3 separate regions of the Mus musculus genome follow, and regions 1 and 3 are each linked to region 2. The links are chromatin contacts, called in public promoter capture Hi-C maps. All regions are on one chromosome and are shown on one strand. The core of a region is the stretch at or near the end of the contact, and the rest is flanking DNA. Distances in the headings are between cores, read along the strand shown. Region 1 holds the start of Mfsd10 (major facilitator superfamily domain containing 10). Region 2 holds the start of Letm1 (leucine zipper-EF-hand containing transmembrane protein 1). Region 3 holds the start of Fam193a (family with sequence homology 193, member A).

What was found. Capture Hi-C pulls out chosen DNA fragments and counts their contacts.
Region 1: a promoter capture Hi-C map of adipose tissue shows a contact between it and region 2. The contact joins the promoter of Mfsd10 here to the promoter of Letm1 in region 2. A contact is called at or near these places in 2 of 39 promoter capture datasets (liver and pre-B cells), 1 of 484 Hi-C or Micro-C datasets (embryonic stem cells) and 1 of 9 other capture datasets (adipose tissue).
Region 3: a promoter capture Hi-C map of liver shows a contact between it and region 2, with 2.3 times the contacts expected there. The contact joins the promoter of Fam193a here to the promoter of Letm1 in region 2. A contact is called at or near these places in 3 of 39 promoter capture datasets (liver, neutrophils and pre-B cells) and 1 of 9 other capture datasets (liver).

Annotation. Positions count from the first base shown.
Region 1 is chr5:34,634,751-34,638,520 of GRCm38.p6, reverse strand. Mfsd10 (major facilitator superfamily domain containing 10) reads left to right here and starts at 1,309. Exons shown (of 13, transcript NM_026660.3): 1 at 1,309-1,594; 2 at 1,738-1,927; 3 at 2,015-2,111; 4 at 2,397-2,500; 5 at 2,754-2,912; 6 at 2,990-3,151; 7 at 3,362-3,470; 8 at 3,559-3,670. The coding sequence starts at 1,754.
Region 2 is chr5:33,781,323-33,784,706 of GRCm38.p6, reverse strand. It overlaps Letm1 (leucine zipper-EF-hand containing transmembrane protein 1), which reads left to right and starts at 1,990. Exons shown (of 14, transcript NM_019694.2): 1 at 1,990-2,233. The coding sequence starts at 2,155.
Region 3 is chr5:34,368,421-34,372,074 of GRCm38.p6, reverse strand. It overlaps Fam193a (family with sequence homology 193, member A), which reads right to left and starts at 2,142. Exons shown (of 21, transcript NM_001243123.1): 1 at 1,648-2,142. The coding sequence starts at 1,869.

The DNA.
Region 1 (3,770 bases), core at 60-2,559, 850 kb before region 2:
GTGTTGTAATGAAGGGTTCTGGGGGTTCATTGTGGAGTGTGGGGTCCCATCTCCCTGCCATGCTCAGACACAGGTTGGGGATGTCTGTGAGAGCTCTGCACTGTTAGATGATAGCCACACACAGAATGACATTTAGGCAGTTGTCCATAAAACTGACAAGCTGTCATAGTGTGGGTAAGTACATTATATACGTTTTACAGTGAAGTCGCCTTCCCACACACTTATCAGATCACCTATCACACATGACAGAACAGGACTGAATCCTTACGTCCAGCCTGGCCCTTGTCACCTGCTATGGCTCTGAGGTGTGAGATCTTGTGCGAGGGTTGGTGGTGCTGAGTAGGAGTTGCGTTTTGGATGTGGTGAAGCCACTGTTGGAGCACAGAATGAATGGCTGTGGGCATCCTGCAGCTCAGAAAGTGCTGGTCAAGAACAACCCTGAAGGGAGATTGGGCTCAGCAGCTTGGCTTACAGGGGCTACATCTACCAACAGTACTCACCTTGTCACCTCTCCCTGTGATTCTTCTGGGACAGAGGCTGCATGACCCACGAGGGGCCTGGGCCTGACACACGCACCAGCTAGGCTACCATCCAGCCCCAGCTTCCTCCACGCCTGAATTAGCCACAGGGCTCTGCCGTACAATGGCTCTGTGTAGCCAACTGCAGCAAGAAGCAGGGTGGCCAAATCTGATACTGGGCATAGATTGAGCAATCTATGAGGAGGAACATGCCAAGGAAAAGTTTATAGAGCCTCCAGATACTGTCCTGTGTCGTCAGAAGGGGAACACAATCCAGCTAGAAGAGCCTATCACTCGAGTGCATCCGGTGTTGTCCTCTGGGAAAGAGTCAGTGTGGACTGTATGGCTCCAACAGGTTAACAGCACTGAAGGGATAGGACTTTAGTGGTTCATCTATCTAAAAGATGAGTCTTTGCTCCAGCTGTTCTCATACTTCAGAGTTGATTGAGGATGACTAAATCCTGAATCCTGTTCTTTCTGTCTCCACCGAGTGCTGGTACTAGAGGTGGGCATCACCATCCCCAACTCCAGCATGGTTTAGAGTAAGCTAAAGTAGGAGGGTCAGGAATTCAAGGTCAACCGTGGCTACATGAGACCCTGATTCAAAAGAAAGATATATAGGTACCAAGGAGACTGAACTGCACAGACAAGCTGTCTCTTACATACACTTAGCTCTTCAGAACTTCACCGCTTGCTTCTAATGCATCTGGAAGCCTGCAAGCCTTCTCTATACTTGGCTGCTGGGAGACTCCAAACCCAGTTCCCGCCACAGCACGGCCTCCCGGAAGAGGAGGTGCCTGTTCCGAAGCCTCCGGGGTGTGGCTGCTATCCAGGGAGGTTCCCTGTTCATCCACCCGTTTGTCCCCGCCTGGAGCTGCGGCACGTGTGCACAGGTCCCAGCTGGGTAGGTGGGAAGCAAAGGTTTCGATATCGTGTGAGGAGGCCGAAGTGGTACACGAACAGGAGCTCAGGGCGCCTACGACTCCCCAACCAGGGATTCCCGTCTTCTCCCCGTTACCCGCTTCACAACAGGGGGCGCCCTGACCACTGCGGCCCTGAGCTTACTGCTGCCCTAGGTTGGTAAGGGAGTCGGGCCTTGAAGGGTGTGCCAGGACCGCATTGGAACCACTTCCGTTTTGTCTGGCAAGAACCTGCAAATTCAGCTTTCAATTGTCAGGTAAACGGGGCCGTCATCACCACACCCTCCTTCCCCCAGCAGGGTCGGAGCTTCCACCATGGGCTGGGCAGGGGATGCGGGCTGTACGCCTCGTCCGCCTATACGGCCTCGGCCCGCGTCCGAGCGTCGCGTGATCATCGTGCTCTTCCTCGGCCTGCTACTCGACCTCCTGGCGTTCACGCTGTTGCTGCCTCTGCTGCCTGGGCTGCTGGAGAGACACGGCCGCGAACAAGTAAGCCCCTCCCCCAAGGCGGGAGCTCTCCCCATGCCTAGCCTATCACAGATTTATCCAGCTGGAGTTACTTTCCTCTTTACCCAGGACCCCCTCTATGGCTCCTGGCAGCGTGGGGTAGACTGGTTTGCTTCAGCCATCGGGATGCCAGCGGAAAAGAGGTACAACAGTGTCCTGTTCGGAGGTATGTCGCTGTGTGCCATGCTGGGGCCCACAACCTTTTTTTGGAGAGCTAGTTCTGCCTAGGCTCTTGGTCAATCATCCTCCCTGGGTTCCTGCCTCCTTTAACTGAAAGGTGTGGGTTGGTTTTGTTGTTGTTGTTGTTTGGGGGAGGGGGTTGTTTTGTTTTGTCTTTTTGTTTTTGGTTGGCTTTTTTTTTTAAACTGAGGCCACCCGAGCTTCAGTCGATGGCCTGTGAATATAGGGCTAAGTGTGGTCAACACTCTAGGACTGATCCTCTGTCTCTCAGGTCTCATCGGCTCGGCCTTCTCCCTCCTGCAGTTCTTCTCCGCACCACTCACAGGAGCTGCCTCTGATTACCTGGGGAGGCGCCCAGTGATGATGTTGTCCCTGGTAAGCCTCTGGAGCCAGCTGTCAACAGGCAGAGGGGAGAATGCAGCTGTGGGGCTCCCCTGCCAACAGTGGGCTCCCATCCCTTCTAGAGGGATCTTCTGGCCCCTGGTGTTACACCAAGCTAAATACACCTAAGGAAAGTACAGGGACACAAGTGGCCCGGGTCTGAGGGTTATATGCTTGCCTGCCTTGCTCTGGGTGCTTCCTGGCCTGAAGTGACCGATCCTGCCACTTGGCCTCCACCCATTGGCAGACAGGTTTGGCCATCTCCTATGCAGTGTGGGCTACCTCTCGGAGCTTTAAGGCCTTCTTGGCCTCCAGGGTGATCGGAGGCATCAGCAAGGGGAACGTTAACCTCTCCACAGCCATTGTCGCTGACCTGGGCTCACCTCCAACCCGCAGCCAAGGCATGGTGAGTGAACAGACCTAGGGAACGGGGATTGATGTCTGGGCTTCAGACTCCATGCCTAGCTCAGGTCTTTTCCCTAGGCAGTCATCGGGGTAGCCTTCTCCTTGGCCTTTACTCTGGGTCCCATGCTGGGAGCATTCCTGTCTGTGGAAATGGTGCCCTGGATCAGCCTACTTTTTGCCATCTCCGACATGTTGTTCATCTTCTGTTTCTTGCCAGAGACACTGCCCCAGGAAAAGCGGGTAGGCCCGGGTCCCCGGAGGGGTGAGGGCTCCTGAGGGTTGGAAGGGGTTTCCTTTCTTATCTGTACCATTGGCAGGGGAGACTGGCCTGCCCTCAAGCTGCTAACATCACAACACCTCTTGGGTTTCTGGGATCTGACAGGTCCTGGTCCCTAAGCTGCCAGGCTGTGTGCTCCCAGCCTCCTGGCCAGCCCTCGCTTTCTCCCACAGGCATCTTCTGTCACCCTGGGCTTCCACACTGCTGCCCACCTGCTCAGCCCCCTGGCCCTGCTTCGCTTTGCGGCTGTCACTCACAGTCAGGACCCGCCTGCTGAGCACAGTAAGGAGGCTTACCCCGGACTGAGCTCTCAGAGTCTTGACCAACCAGCATGAACAACGATCAACCTGTGGTCTGTGTTGACTTGCAGGACTCAGAAACTTACGCCGTTTGGGTCTTGTCTACTTCCTCTACCTCTTCCTGTTCTCAGGCCTGGAGTACACACTCAGCTTCCTGGCACATCAGCGCTTCCAGTTCAGCAGGTAGGTCTCCATATTAGTGGCTTCGAGGTTCTCAGACCCCAGGTCCAGGAAGCCTTTGTGGTACCCCTCCCAGCACTCTGGCTGGTGGCCTTGCCCATCC
Region 2 (3,384 bases), core at 741-3,240:
TGTGATCTGTGAATTATATCCTGGTTATTTGGAGCTTTTGGGCTAATATCCACTTATCAGCAACTGCATATCATGTGTGTTCTTTTTCAATTTGGTTACCTCACTCAGGATGATATTTTCTAGTTCTATCCATTTGCCTAAGAATTTCACGAATTCATTGTTTTGGAGTTTTTGTTTGTTTGTTTGGTTGGTTGGTTGGTTTTTTGTTTTTGTTTTTTTGTTTTTTTGAGGCGGTTTCTCTGTGTAGCCCTGGTTGACCTGGAACTCAGAAATCTGCCTGCCTCTGCCTCCCAAATGATGGGATTAAAGGCGTGCACCACCAGTGCCCGGTGAATTCATTGTTTTTAATAGCTGAGTAGTACTCCATTGTGTAAATGTACCACATTTTCTGTATCCATTCCTCTGTTGAGAACATCTGGGTTCTTTCCAGCTCCTGGCTATTATAAATAAGGCTGCTATGAACATAGTGGAGCATGTGTCCTTATTGCATGTTGGATCATCTTCTGGGTATATGACCAGGAGTGGTATAGCTGGGTCCTCAGGTAGTACTATGTCCAATTTTCTGAGGAACTGCCAAACTGATTTCCAGAGTGGTTGTACAAACTTGCAATTCCACCAGCAATGGAGGAGTGTTCCTCTTTCTCCACACCCTCACCAGCATCTGCTGTCACCTGAGGTTTTGATCTTATCCATTCTGACTGGTGTAAGGTGGAATCTCAGGGTTGTTTTGATTTGCATTTCCCTGATGATTAAGGATGTTGAACATTTCTTTAGGTGCTTCTCAGCCATTCGGTATTCCTCAGTTGTCATTACTACTTTGGCTTGGCTTTGCTTTCCTCCTCCTCCTCCTCTTTGGTCAGGCAAGTGTTCTTATTGGTGGAAGTTTCTCAGCTTGGCTAAGAAACTTCAGTTCTTTGGTTTAGGTCATCAGCCCTTTCAGGGAATCCCTACACTTGACTTAATTCTGTATCTGATGCCCACAATGTACATTACCGTGTGCACAAGAGAGGTTCCAAACGTCTTAGGAGATTCTCTGCCACCTGAGTCCTGAGATAGGGATTCTGGCCTACACTGGCCCAGCTTTTAGGTTCTGATTCAGAAAATGACCAGATAGGTTACTTCTTCCCAATGGGCTGTGCTGGGATACTAGTGAAGCGTCCTCGCTGGGAGCCAGCTGGAATTAGGACTTGAGCACCTGTTCATCAGAAAAAAAAAAAATGCATTAACCTCATACTGAAGATCTTCACCTACTATTCTGAGTTCACTCCCACAGGAACGTAGAAGGAACGGAAAAGGCATTCCACAAAGGCAGGAGGTGGAAAGCAGTGAGGGAAGTCTCCAGGAACGGTCTGGTGTCCCTGGGTCGGGATACAGATCTGTGGAGAGGGTGGCTGCTCTGGAGCACCAGAGTGTGTATAGTCCTGGGTTTCCACAATCCTGAAGCCTGCCATTCCAGCCACCACCCTTTAAAGAAGAGGATGCTGCCAGGTCTATTTTGGAGTGGGCAGGGGTGGCTGTGAGCTACCATAGAGGGGACCTGCCAGGAGTGCAGCCCACTACTAAGGTTGCTCGTCCTGACGCGAAGCAAGGAGGTGGGACCAATTAACAGCCTCGCAGAGTTATGTTCCCTACCCACCACCCTTCCTTAAAGTCCCATGAGCCATCTGCTATGGGCTAGTATAATATAGGGCTTAGTAGTTATGAAAATAGATGCCAGTTCTTTTGCCGCCTCTGTGCCCGCAGCCCCAAATCAGAAGCTAGGCACTGCTAAGATGCAAGAGGAACTCCAGATAGATCTGAGCTCATCAAGAAAACCCAAGACTCGGCGCACGCTGGGACTTGTAGTCGGGAGAGGCAAGCCTCCCGGATGCACGCTGGGCCTTGTAGTCTGTTGGGCGGGCTCGCCCCTCACCTGGCCAGGGCGGGTGCCGCAGGGCCAATGGGAGCCGTGCCGGCCAGGCCTGTTCCGCCCCGCGCCTACGGACGTTTGTGCCGGGACATGGCCGCTGCGGATGCCGGGTCCTTGAGCTGAGCGCTTGCTGCCGGAGCCAACCTCTGCCGTCAACCGTCCGCGCGGGCTGGGCCCAGGCGCCGGGACGGCCAAGATCCGCCGAGGAAGCTGAGGCAGCTATAGAACGCCGCCGCGGCGGGCGCATGGCGTCCATCTTGCTCAGGAGCTGCCGGGGCCGGGGGCCTGCCCGCCTCGCGCCACCTCGGGCCGCCTCCCCGCGGGGTAAGCTGGTGCTGCGCAAACGACCTGTTGTGGGCGACCGGGAGCCAGCGCGGGACGCCCCCTTCCGTGCCCCGAGGCAGCGCGGCAATGACAAGCACCGGGCCGCTCTGAGCCGCTTGTGCTGGACAGCTTCCTGTGACCTTAGTTGCCCAGGTCGCCGCAGGTCACTGCTGCCGACCGAGGCGCTGAGAAAGTTCCTTAGGGCCGTGGCTTCCCTGCCGCTCCCCTCGAAGATGAATCGAGCCCTGTCCTGCCCTTTGGCCAGTTCAGGCTTGGAAGCCAGAACTCTGGGACAAGGAGATTGGGTTGTGGTTGATGCCAGCTTAGTGGGCCACTCCCTGGGGTGGGGTGGCTGATGACCGTGCTTTCCAAGGAAACTTATATGTGTCCTATTTGTAAGGTTGAAACAGCCTGTGAGAGTGGGACCCAAGACCTTATGGTTTCTTGGTAGAAGTACAGTTCTTGTCACCTTAACAGTATTGGAGAGTCGGGTATGGTGTGGAGCCAGGCATGGGGGCACACACCTTTACCCCCAGCACCCTGGAAACAGAGGCATGTGAATCTCTGAACTCCAGACCATTTAAAATTTCAGGCCAGGCAGGGCACAAGATCCAGTCTTAAAAACAAACAGCAAAACCAGTTAGGATGCGTGGAAAGAGCAGAGTGTCCCTGGGTTTGGTGTGGTTTTTCAAGCTGTCTCTGCTATAAGCGCTGTCTACCTGTTGACTTGTTCAGGATACCATAATGTACTTCTGCCTTTTCTTATTTCTCTGGCATGTTTATGGCTTTCAAATTAGTTGATATTGTGTGTGTGTGTTATTATTCCAGGCACAAGAATGTTTTCTTTAGTTAACCCAGTTCCCTTGGAACAAAAATGCTGCTTCCCTGACAGTGGTTAGACTCCTGTCAGCTGGTTAGATGTGGAACAATAGAGCATTACTGGGTAGCAAGCCCCTGCTCTCCCTGTAATGATGTGCCCAGAGCCAACAGGCACAGGATGGACATCCTGACTTTTTAGTCTTAGAGGATAAATTGAGGCCAACTTTGTATCAAAGTGTTCTTTATTCTTGAGTACTTACCTTCTTCTTCACTTTTGTGTGACATACTTTATTCTGATTTTCTCGTTATATTTTTCCATGGCACCACATTAC
Region 3 (3,654 bases), core at 893-3,392, 590 kb before region 2:
TTTTAATCCAAGCAATAGGGAGACAGAGGCAGGCAGACCTCTGTTGAATTCCAGGTCAGCCTGCTCTACATAATGAGTTCTAGGACAGCCAAAACAGAGAAAGACCCATTCTCAAATCAAATCAAAACAAAAAAGATCTCTGGGGTTACAAGGATATTTTTAGTTCTACTGCTATGAAGACTTGTTTTGTATATGAGGAAAACACAAAAAGATGTTTAAACTAAACACACCTTAACTTTAAAATACAATAAAAGCAATGTTTTTACATGATGTATGTCTAAATTCAATAACGCACAGAGAAATGTGTGAACAAGTATTTTATTAAGGAAATGAAGTAGAACAGCAAAGACCAGAAAAGACTGGGAATCCTTTTATGAAACTTTTTTGTGTATGATTGTTTTTAATGGTGGGTGATGGCCCAAACTCTTGATGCATAATAGTTCAACACAAACAATTCTGTCAAAATTATGCATAATCTGAGTTTGAAGAGCTACAAAAAGCAAGTTATTTCAGGTAATTCTATGTTATGTTGCAATTACTCAATCCTACCTAGCACGAGGTATGAGGAGTAAGGCTCCTTGTTAGCAGCTGGTCTTCACTGTACATACAGAAATGGATGTACTTCACTTCCAGCTCCAGCAACCACTATTACCCTTTCTATAAAGCTTTCGAACAGGCCAACCTCCCACCTTCCCCTTCCAGCAAAAGCAAAGGCGACCCACAAAGTCCCAAAATGAAAAATCACAACCTCATTTTAAACTAGAGCTGTCCAGAGTCAAGAAAAAGGCCAAACTCTGGAAACTCAAACCCAAGGACAAACCCCAGATGCTAAACAAATGTAACAATACTCCGCGAAGAAAGCTCCCAAAGTTGCACCAAAACTGCAGAGAACACCGGGAACAAATAAGGAAAACTTAAGTATTTATCCATTACTGTACTTTCTTGCAACAACATGAGCATCAAAACCCATGCCCATCCCCAACAATTTTCTCAACTGCTCTCAATACATACTGTGCCAACACAATATTCCGAATCTCATTAAAAAAAAAAAAAATCTGCCTCATGACTTGGCACACAAATACCCCTTAAAGCTTTGGTTTCTTCACTGTGGATGTCTTTTTAAAAGAAGATAACTTGTTTTAGCAACCTTACAAGAACGCAACTTGAGAGAAACCCATAATCATTCGGTGGCCAATCCAATCTATAGAACCGATTATGCCAACTGCATCCCACGTACCAGCACTATCTTCTGAAACAGAATAAAAGAGACAGCGGTCCATCCACAGCATGCCTGCGTAAGTAAACCTGAAAAAATAGTTACCCCAACCCTTGCGACTATCCTCAGCTGACACTCCTGAGGAAAGAGACCCCGGCGGCTCCCGAGAGCTTACAGCAGCAGGCACAGAGGGCAAGACAGCCGCGCCCGTGGTGCGCCAGGCGGTACCCAGAAACTTCTAGGGGGCACTTTTCAAGGCCACAGTCGGTGTGCCTCGGGGGTCCCGCCGGCGCCGCCCTCCCTCCGCCGCGCTCGCGCCCGGGAGGAGCTGTCAGCTAGGCAGGCGCCGGCCCGTTATCCGCCGGCCGCGCCCGCCCGGCCGCTCGTGAGGGGGCGGCGGCCGCTCCCGCCCGCGGACCCCTGCTGCTTACCTCGAAGTAGCCTCCGGCGGCACCGCCCGCACCCGCGCCCAGAGGCCCGTGGGCCGCCGCGCCGCCCAGCAGGCCCGCCGCGCCGGGGCCCGGGGCCTGGGGGCCGCGCAGGGCCGCCGCCGAGCCGGCCTTGCCGCCCGAGCCGCCGCCACCCGAGCCACCGCCGCCGCCGCGCTTGTTCTTCCGGCGCTTGGCTCCGCGCTTAGCGTCGGCCGGGCTCATGGCGGGAGTGAGGGACGGAGGACGGCGGGCGGGGAAGGGGCGCGGGCGGGCGCCGGGCCGCGGGCGGCGGCGGCAGCGGCGGGCAGGCGGAGGCGGCGGCGGGCGCTGCGGCCGGCCGGGCGGGGGGCGCGGCGCGGGGTCTCCTCCCGGGCTGGGAGGGCGGGGCGGACGGGATCTGAGGGGCAGCTGCTGGCGAGAGCGACGCGAGTCCACCGGGCCCGGTGCCGCCGCTGACCAGAGTTAAGAGTCCAATATGGCGGACACAAGGGGAAAGGGATCCCAGTTTACGTCGGGGGAGGGGGGAAGCAGCGGCAGGGGGAGGGGCGCGGGCGGCCGCCCCCCGCACTCCGCCCTCCCGGGCGGCGCGCCCCTGGCCTGGGACCCCGCCCCCGACGCCACGCGCGAGGCATGCCGGGAGCTGTAGTTCCAGCCGCCCGCGGCTCCGCCCGGGCGTGTGGGGCGGGACCACGACTCCCGTAGGGCCACGCGCAGTTAGTCGTGCGGGGAGAGGGTGTGCCTAGGGTGACGTCCGGCGCCGCGTGGCCCTGTGGAATCTGTAGTCCGCGCACGGACGGAGCTGGAGGCGGGCGGGGTCCAAGAGGGTCTCGCAGTTCCAACTCTGGCGGTCTCTCAGTTCCTTTAGTACAGCCTCCTGCCAAAGACCCAAGCTCTTGCCCTGCTCGTAGTGGGCCCTGCTGACTTTGGCCCAGTCCAGGTTCGAGCGTGCCCCTTTCACCTGTCGCTGTGTGACCTTGGCCTATGCCAGGGCCAGTGGAAAGAGGGCCGGCATCCGCCGACTGGTAATTCACTGCATCTGCGCTGACAAGGCCTGCAGTAAGCAGGAGCCTGCCTCACTCCTTCCTCGCTTCTCTTTAAAGTCTCCATACTTAAAGGAGCGCTTCCTCAGGCCATCGCCCATGCTATTCATCACTTTCCATTCACCACATACCAGGAGGACTTTAGTTCAGGACAGAAGTCTGGACCACTACCTAGAAACCTTGTTCCTTGGCGCCCTGCTTATCGCCTATAGGTACAAGGACCCAAACCAAAGGTTTCCCGCAGTTCATACCTATTTTTGATTCCATCAGTGGAACCAAGTGCTATCTGTTGAGATTAGCATTGCGACATACAGACATGCGCTCCTGAACCATCTCCTATTACCTCCTAGTTAGTCATTCTGGCCCAATTCAGCAATTCTGACCCATTTTTCACCCCAAACCTGAGCAGCCCAATGTGATGAACCCCGTTTCAATGACTAACTTCCCAATAGAATGAAGGTCCCTCACCCAAACAGGTCTTGGATAGCTCTGATATTAAAGTGTAGTAGGATGCCAGGCTAAATCTCCCTCAGTACTCCATAGGTGGGCAGTGTCAGGACCGCCCCTTCCCTCCATTTCATCTAAGGAGTCCAGTTGAATGCCTCCCTACTTCCATAACCACTTTGCTTTCTTCTGTTCTTGGCACATTGGCATGGAGTTGAAATTTTTAAGTGTCATTAGTATCCTAGAGGGCACAGGATATAGAAGTGCTTGCCTCCACCATAATCCCAACCCCTTGCAGGCACAGGGCTGGGCATGCAGCACTCCAGTAATTGCTAGGTGAATGAATGACCATTTGTCCAGCAGTGCAGTCATTCTCTGTCAAATCTCCATTCACACATACACTCTCCTGAGAGGTGCTATTAGTCATAGTCTATGGATAAGAAACAGGTTTATAGGTGCTAAGGATGTTGCCCAAAGCCACTCTAGTTTTCAGAGGCAAGGCCCAGATTCTAGCTCAGGTATA